Linked DNA regions of Anser cygnoides: region 1 is linked to region 2. Evidence: chromatin contacts called from public Hi-C data. All regions are on one chromosome and are shown on one strand. Each heading gives the region's core, a stretch centred on a gene start, on an enhancer-like site or on the middle of the called end of the contact. The rest is flanking DNA. Distances are from core to core; before and after follow the strand shown. Region 1 overlaps CUX2 (cut like homeobox 2). Region 2 overlaps BRAP (BRCA1 associated protein).

Evidence for each region. Hi-C and Micro-C count contacts between places; a contact is called where the count stands out from the background.
Region 1: a contact with region 2 is called in a Hi-C map of liver, with 7 times the contacts expected there. The contact joins two enhancer-like sites. A contact is called at or near these places in 2 of 7 Hi-C or Micro-C datasets (both in liver).

Annotation. Positions count from the first base shown.
Region 1 is chr17:2,466,372-2,470,342 of Taihu_goose_T2T_genome, forward strand. The region is part of intron 2 of CUX2 (cut like homeobox 2); the gene reads right to left. Among named protein-coding and RNA genes, the nearest start is that of CUX2, 15 kb to the right of the region's middle. Within about 2 kb of position 2,685, at least 2 of the 3 cell types and tissues checked have open chromatin away from gene starts, as enhancers often do. A contact at or near this core is called in liver, where this site is marked.
Region 2 is chr17:2,322,441-2,326,728 of Taihu_goose_T2T_genome, forward strand. BRAP (BRCA1 associated protein) reads left to right here. Exons shown (of 12, transcript XM_048073998.2): 10 at 1,081-1,170; 11 at 3,077-3,180. Among named protein-coding and RNA genes, the nearest start is that of BRAP, 10 kb to the left of the region's middle. Within about 2 kb of position 2,746, at least 2 of the 3 cell types and tissues checked have open chromatin away from gene starts, as enhancers often do. A contact at or near this core is called in liver, where this site is marked.

The DNA of each region.
Region 1 (3,971 bases), core at 1,435-3,934, 140 kb after region 2:
CCCTCCGTGTGTGCCCTCAGCCCTGCCAACAAGGAACCGGCAGTGGGATGTGGGAAGAGACCCCCGAGGGTGGATTTTGGGAGCTCCCCCCCCCCGGTGTCCCCACCATCCCAGGGACGAGGGCTTCGCGTCTCGCTCGGCGCCGAGTCCCCCCCGCCGCAACGAATGCCAAAGCTGGTTTGCACTTGATGGAGCCTGACAAGAGCAACAATCACAGATTAGTACGGAAACTTCTTGCTTTTCAACAAAGGTTAATAAATAGTGACAGCATTAAGTCTATTCTGATTAACTATGCTGAAAGATATTATTGCCGTTTGTAACGCGGGATCATTATTGGATTAAGCGCAGTGTGTAAAAATGAAATGTGAGGTTTAATCTCCAGCGCAGGCTCGCCGCGCTCTGATGCAGCCCGTGCAGCTCTCAGAGCCTCCTTGTATTAAATTCGGTGACTTGCTCTGCCGACAGATACCATCTCCCACGCGCTGCCTTTCGAGCTGGTCGGATTTTGCATTCCTCGACCGGCGCCGCCGCTGCAATTTGCCGTGAGAAGGAGCCGCGTGTCCTGGCTGAGATCAAGCCCCAGGCCCCATCATCTCCCAGTGCAGTACTTGCGGCAGGGGGCTCAACATCCCCTGCATCCCATGGGGGGACAGGGACTGGGACAGGGACAGGGGACACGGCGCTCCCCACGGCACGTCCCGCGCCCCACTGCTGGGACACCTGGGGGACAGATGTCTGCAGGGAAAATCTTTCTAAAACAGCCACTAACAGCAAAATTTCCAAAGCGAGAAGACCAACATAGAGAGACAACGTCCATGCAGAGGAGGGGGAAGAGGAGGAGGTGCAGAAACCTGATTATTTGCCGTAACCTGCTAATTTTGGTGTGTCACGTAAATTCTCTTCAGCTGCTCATGCGGCGTTTGCTTATGAAGCTGGCGCTCAGACAGGTGCTCTGGCTTTTAGTTGGACACACTCGGCCCAAATTCACCTGCCGCCAGCCTGCCTAATGCCAACGTAGCTACACCAGGGAGGAATTTGATCCATTTTTACTCAAATTGGGAAAGAAATGGCCCCACGCAGCCCCGGCACCTCCCGCGGCTCCCCCCACGCTGCGCGTCTTCTTTCACCGAGAATGCCACAGCCGTGAAAAACAGGATTCATTTCCTCCAGAAAAAGGCATTTCTGAAGATGTCCTCGCTTGAAATACTGGGAAAACCAATTCTGAACACCTCCCAGAAGAAAACATTCTTTTTTTATCATTATTTTTTTTAGTTTAGCAGCTCATGTTTATCGTTCCTGCCATTAGTATTACGCCTACATTATTTCGCTCCACGGCACGAGGACTACTTTATAACATGACATAATAGCTTAACTATTCAATTATTGCATATTTTCTTATTTTTAAAATCGTTAAGAGCAGCTGCTACTTAGTCCTGATTGAAACCCCTTATCTCCTTCCCCAGATCAAAGGGGTGGCTGCTTGTGGTAATGGAAACGGTTTGACACCTCGATCAAAGCCTCTGCTGTTTGTGCTGTCGGAAAAGTGTTTGACACTTGTGTCAAAGCGTCAAACTATTTCATTACAGCGCCAACCGGAGACACTTTGACTACGGGAGATAAGATGTTTCAATCAATCAGCATCCACAAATGGCCTCCCCCTATGATTAAAAAAAATAAAATAATAAGGTGGTTCTAGCTAGAGTTTGCAACGCGGCCGCGGGGCGTTGTAGCTGCTGGTGCGCAACGGAGCACTGCAGTAAAGAGGAATGGCACAAAAACAAATGCGAAAGCCAAGAAAACAGAATTTGAAACGAAAATCCCAAAAGTTTAATAAAAAAATAAAAACATGCCATTTTTTGGAAGCGCTGAGACATCCCACCTGTACGAACCCAGAGCAGCAGCCGGGTGCTGCCGGGGCTCCCAGCAGAGCCGCTGGGGCGAGGACGCAGGGACCCAGCCCTGCCATCGCCACCACGTCCAGGGGAGGTGGCACCGACATGCCCACGGAGCAAAAAGATTTGCAAAATTTAGCTAGAAAGGAAGATCTCCAATGTCATCACCTCCATCTGCCCTGACAAACCCATGTAGTGGCTGCTGGGGGTCAAAGATGGGAAGGTGACGTGGGACCAGGGACGGTGACGTGGGACCAGGGACGGTGACGTGGGACCAGGGATGGGGACATAGGACCAGGAATGCCTGGAGGCAGCACTGGTGTCCCCACGCTGTGCTCTCCCACCAGTCCCACCCGTGTCAATGCTGCCACCCTAATGCCACCAGGGCCACCGGCTCCGAGCCTGGCTGTGAGTTATCCACTGAGCGAGCGCTGCTCGTTTAACCGTTTAATTGCGTAGCGGCCTCCGGCACATTCACTGCTGATTTTCCCAAACTCACTGGCTAGCACCCAAAATGAACCGTATTCCTCAGGCTCGACCATTTGGGACTTTGACGAGGAGGAGGAAAGTGGCACAGTGGGGTCTGGCTGGGGCAGGAGAGCTGCATGTGGGGATGGGGATAGGAACGGGGTCGGGGTCGGGGATGGGGACGGGGACGGGGACAGCTCCTGCCCCAGTCTCTGGGGTGCGGCTGCAGAGCCTCTGCGCTCTCCTCCCTGCAAACTCCCCCTGCAAAATTGGTTTTTAGCAAAGCCACTTATCACCTTAACCATCTATCGATCCCCTGACTCCCGGCCAACGCTCCCAGGATCCGATAGAGGAAAGGCAGAAAAACACGGCTGCGAGGGAGCGCTCCTGGGCAGCTCCGCTCCGGCTGCCCCTCGCCTGGGGGAACCCTGCCTGCAGCTGGGCTGGGGGACACGAGCAGGCGAGGACTGGCACAGATGACCCATCTCGCTGCCACCTGGGCCCCTGGGCCAAATCCTGCCCTCTGAGGCGGCTGCAGGCGGTCAATAAATCGATGGGAAGCTCGGGCGGGCAGCCAGAGCGAGTGTGTGCCCGATCCGACGGCACCCTGCGCCACTCCGGCTGCTGCTCAACCCCAAATTTCACAGCAAACAAAACAGAAGGCAGGAAAGCCAAAGGAAACCGTTTATGCTTTTGCCAGGAAAATGGAAAAGAGCGCAAGGAGGAAGCTGGAGGATTATCCGTGGGGACCTCTGCTGATGGAAACACGAGGGTTTGGAGAGCTCAAGGTAAAAATCCTGAGTCGCATTGGGTCCTACCCACCTCGAGCTCTGGAAGCTCGGGAGGTTGGTTTCGAACCAGCAGATATGCACATCATTCACTCGGCTCTTCTTTTTAAGATAGATTTGTTGCCTGGATTTTAGAGCTGCTCCCCAGACACGTTCTCACCCCCAGCCCCATGGGGCTGTGGCAGAGGCGATGCAGCGCGGGGAGCCCGGGGAGCTCCCGCGGGACGATCGCAACAGAGAATAAAAACTAAAATCACCCGAGCCCCATTCTGCAGGAAAACAGCCCTACCTCCGGCACACTGCCTAACCCCAAGCAGTGCAGCCAAGAAAGTCACAAGGTCTTTGAAAAAGAGCCTTCCTTCTTCCCCTGGGTGACAGCCACGCAGCAGAGGAGACGGAGCCGCCGGGTCACGCTCGAGCACCAGGAGCAAGCCCAGCCCAGCCGGGATGCGGCCACCACCGAGCCGAGGATGTCCGAGCACCCCAAAATGTCATGGGGGGGTCTCAGAGACACCTTCCTTCATCTGCTGGGGACAGGACATGCCATGGGAAGACACAGCAGTGAAGGCGAGGAGCACGCTGCAGAGCGCAGCCCCCGGCCCCGCACGCTTCCCAGCAGCATCGATCTCCCCGCGGTAGCAGCCAGTATAATTTTGCTTGGCTTCAAATACCTGGCGATCACGAATTCTTTGGCCACAAGGTTATAAAGCATTCTCTAAAACATGAGAAAAAGATTAAGCCTGCTTATAGTTAATAATATACTGTATACTGTCTATCAAGCTGGCTGTTTGCTATTGAGAGCCTACTATTAGACACTTATTTA
Region 2 (4,288 bases), core at 1,496-3,995:
GCAAGTTTTCCCTTGCCAGTGATCTATTTTAAAGGGAAACTCAAATTACTGCTTCAGCGAGCAGATACACTGCAGCAGGATTTCAGTCGCATTAGACACAAGGTTATCTGTAGAGGAGAAGCCTGTGGAGACCAGCCTTTGTGAGCTTGTTGCTCAAATAAATATTTGTTCGTTTTTCCCTGAGTTTTCTGCGTAACATTTAGATGCAAACCCAGCTATTTTTTAACCCTTATTGCCAGGAGGTCAGTGCTTAAAGTATGTCAAAGACCTCTCTGTCTGGCTTATGAGATCTAAATGTTTGCAGAGAGAACGAATTTGGCAGCGTGTTTTGGCTCCCTGATACTACTGAGAGCATTCAAGGCTTTTCGCACATGTTTAATTCCACAGTGAATGCCTAATGCTCTGCTTCTTAGCCTGATGGTAAGAAACGATCACGTTTTCCAACCTTCTCGTAACTCATTTGCAGAACCAGGAGGGAAAAGAGGGGATGTAAGGCACATATCCCTGTTCAAATGCCAGAATAACATTGGGATGGGCTGTACTTGTTGGAGAACAGTAAATGCGAATAGCTATGCGCAGCTGGGGATGCTTTGCCAGAGATGCTCTTACAGTGAAGCTAGATGTGTGCGTTTACCCTTCCCCCTTGGGTTTTGGGCTAGAAATGGGGAACTTGGCCCCTGGGATCTCAGACTCATGGCAGAGATGATTGATGCTTCATTTTCCTGTGGAGTGTAAGATTTTGAGCCCTGTTGTTATTACAGTGAAGAATTCTGTCTCTTTAAAAAGTGTTTGGTGTGATAGTGGGTACGGCTTGGTGGCACTTTCACCTTGCTGTCCTTGCTGTTGTGCTCCGAGGACTTCACTTGATTCCAGAAAATCGTGTGATTTAATTCTGAAACCAAATTGGTGAAACGCGTATCTGCTGGATCTGCAGATTGCACGTGTGTTCAGACTGCCCTCTGTGCTCAATCTCATTCGATTCAATTGATTTTTTTTACATTGGAGCCTTTTGGGCTTCTCAGTCGGCATAGCCACCCTTAGGAGAAGCTGACAGCTCTGCGCATACTTCTGTGTTTGTAGTACTCCTATTTGCTAACGAGCCAGCTGGAATCACAGCGAATCTACTGGGAAAACAAGATCGTCCGGATAGAAAAGGACACGGCCGAAGAGGTGAGCCCTGCTCTGGGGATGTTTGGAGCTCCGCTGAAACGAGGTGCTGGCCGCTGGGAAGTCGGACGGGAAGTGGAGCTGCTCGGCGTCTCACGCAGCCTGCGCGTCGCGTGACGTGACCTCGCGTAGCCTGTTTCGCTACCAGCTGAGAAAATTGGCTCCGAGATGTGTCGCTTATCTCAGTGCTCACATCTAGCAATTTGCTGCTCAGTGATGCAGAAGTAGGTAGATTGCCACCTAGATTTAAGGCTGATTTAAACGTGCTGCTCGGGAAGCTGCAGCAGTGGTGGAAACAAGTCCGCGCTGCTGCAGGATCCCTGCTCGCTGATGCCATCAGTCTCACACTGACGTTTTTCTCTGGGGAAGGTTAGTGTAGCATGGACAGTATGACTTTAATTTGCTCGGCTGTCTTTCTGCTCCAAATGCGTATTGATTTGCCCTTTCTTTGTGATCCCCTACCTTTCCTCATCACCCAGTGGGAAAAGTTCAGAGTCTCCTCCCATAAAGCGTTCTGTAGGCAGGGCTGCTTCAAAATGTCAGGAGCAAAAATCCAGAGAGAATACTTTAATGCTTTTCACTCTACGTAGATCCTTTCAGCTAGGTTTAAAGCGCGTCAGGATTTAGGGTTGAGTCCTTATTTGAACTTCCTGCATGACTTCTAATTAACTATTTAGTACGTGTGGTTATGTAGCATCCTAAATGCAGAAACTAGGACCAGTGAAATAGTGGTCAGCGACTTTGGTCTAAAGAACAGACCCAGAAATCTCACAGACATCCCCAGAAAAGGAAAAGGTGTAGCAAAAATTGTGTTGCACGTGACCAGGAAACATGATCCGCAAACTGAAACAACCGTGATGAAACGACTGTGATATACACCTTAAATGTGGCTTTGCGTTTAAAGATCCGTACAGTTTTATTCATGGCACTCACGCCGTGTAAGTCGTGCCTGGATCAGTGCCACTCTGCAGTGTATTCCATTATCAGGGCTCACGCTACTTCCCCAAATTAACCATCAGCTGCATAAACATTCGGTGATTAAGGCCGGAAGGCTTAAAACCTGCTCTGTACTGACTCTGGCACCAGCGAAGACAGCGTGTGTGCTGACACTGACATTTATCCAGATTGCTCCTCCAGGAAAGCATTTTTCCTTTAAATTCCTCTCTCCAGTACGTGCAAGCATACTTTTGACGTTTATAGAGGGGAAACAAGTATTTCTGTCTATAGATCTCCTCTAAATCTTACCTTAAAAGTTGAGATGTGTTCTGCGTAGTGCCTAGAGAATGGGAGCATGCTTTTTTCAGCAGCAGTGGCCTCTAGTTCTGAAGCAGAGGAGGAGAGGAATCCAACGTGTTTCCATTTGCCTTTGACATGAGCAGGATATTCATGTCAGTAGGTCACTGTCTTATGACAGCGCGCTGCTGAGTCAGTGCTGAGTGGAGTAGCGCGTTTGTTTTCAGACTTTGACCATACTTATTTGACGTTTAGTTTAAAATGAGCAAAAGCTCCGCGTCGTAAAGCTCTCAGGTGGGAATTTAAGTTTACCGGTAGCCATTCTCTCAGATGCTTACTGTGTAAACGCTGAACTGCAGTCACTAAGAAGTTAAGGAGCTGATACAGGTGGTGGGGTTTGTTGCTGTTATTGAATGGGGTCCCTGGCACAGCTCTGCAGCCGGAGTTGCTGTTCTGTAGGAGCAACTTCCACGGCAACGTGGTTCCTTGTCGGGCACCGCAACGTGTAATGCAGAGGGTCTTAATCAAAATTAAGCCTTTTCTTGCCTCAAAGCTTTTGCTTACCTGGATATAGTAATTGGTCAAAGTCTAGAAACCACACCAGAAAAATGAATGTCATAATGAAAGTGCCCAGGACTTTGATCTGTTTGAAATGCCTGTGTGTTTGTTTTTACAGATTAACAACATGAAGACCAAATTTAAAGAGACCATTGAGAAGTGTGACAGTCTGGAACAGAGGCTGAATGACTTGCTCAAAGAAAAGCAGTCTGTGGAAAGGAAGTGGGTACCGCTGCCAGGTTTAGTTCCATGCAGCCATTAAAGCTCTGCACGCTGACATCCAAAAAGGAGGAGAAAAAAAAAAAAAAGAATCTTGCTATTCTTGGGCAACTCTGAGCTATTTAAACTGGTTTACTGAGAACCCCGCTCATTTATAAAAAGCTCTCATTTCTGTAGGTGTTCCCAACTTGAAAGTGCCTGTTGAGTGGAACGCAGCTTTTGGGCCCGTGGCTCTTTTTACATGGTCTGCGTATTTAGCTTTCAGTAATCCTTCCTCTGCCTGCTCAGAAGTAGACGCCAGTCTGTTTTGCAGTCGGCGGATGCATCCGAAGAGGAGAAAGGCAGCCCAACAGAGGCATCTCACCGGGCACCGAGAAAAATGTAGATCTTAGGAAGTGCTTAGATAAAGGATGTCAGGCATGGAGAGAGCGCAGATCAGCGTGTTCCGGCTCCCTAGGTGGGGCTGCGTGGTCTGTTCTTCCCAGCCCACCAGGCTCCCGGCATTGCTGCCTCTCCACAGCCCTGGTGGGAGCAGGGACTCAAACTAGGGAGTGGTGGCTCGTGAACCTCACCTTGAGGAGTGGAAAGCAGAGTCTGTGTGACGCCAGCAAACTTTCAGGGGAAAAGCACTGAGTTGTTAAGAATGGGAAAGAACTGTCTGTGGAACGGGAAGGTACTGATATCCTGGTGGGAGCATCGCACTTCTGAGTGAAGGGCAATCTCCAGGGTCTTGTACTTACAGTTTGGTAGGAGCCATTATCTCCAGTCCCTGGCTGCCCTTAGCTGTCAGGACCGCATGTAATTCCTGTGCCCTTTCTGGCACCCGTTCTTGAAATTGCAGATGCACGTTCAAGGTTACAGTCCCGTGCTCCCCCCGCATCCTGTCCGTTGCCTGCACTTTTGGTCTTTGGTACGAGGTGGAATTGCCCAACTTGCAAGGGAAAGGGCTCTCCTGGGTTATGCTGTTTGAGGGTCAAAGGTGTGGTTCTGCTCCCACAGCATCCTGGTTTATGTGCAGGTAGCACCGTGCAGGCGAGCGGGTGTTAGCAAGCATTAAACTGGGTAGAAATATCCCGGAGGGGGGAGGTTCAGTCCTTTTGTGTTTCCTCCC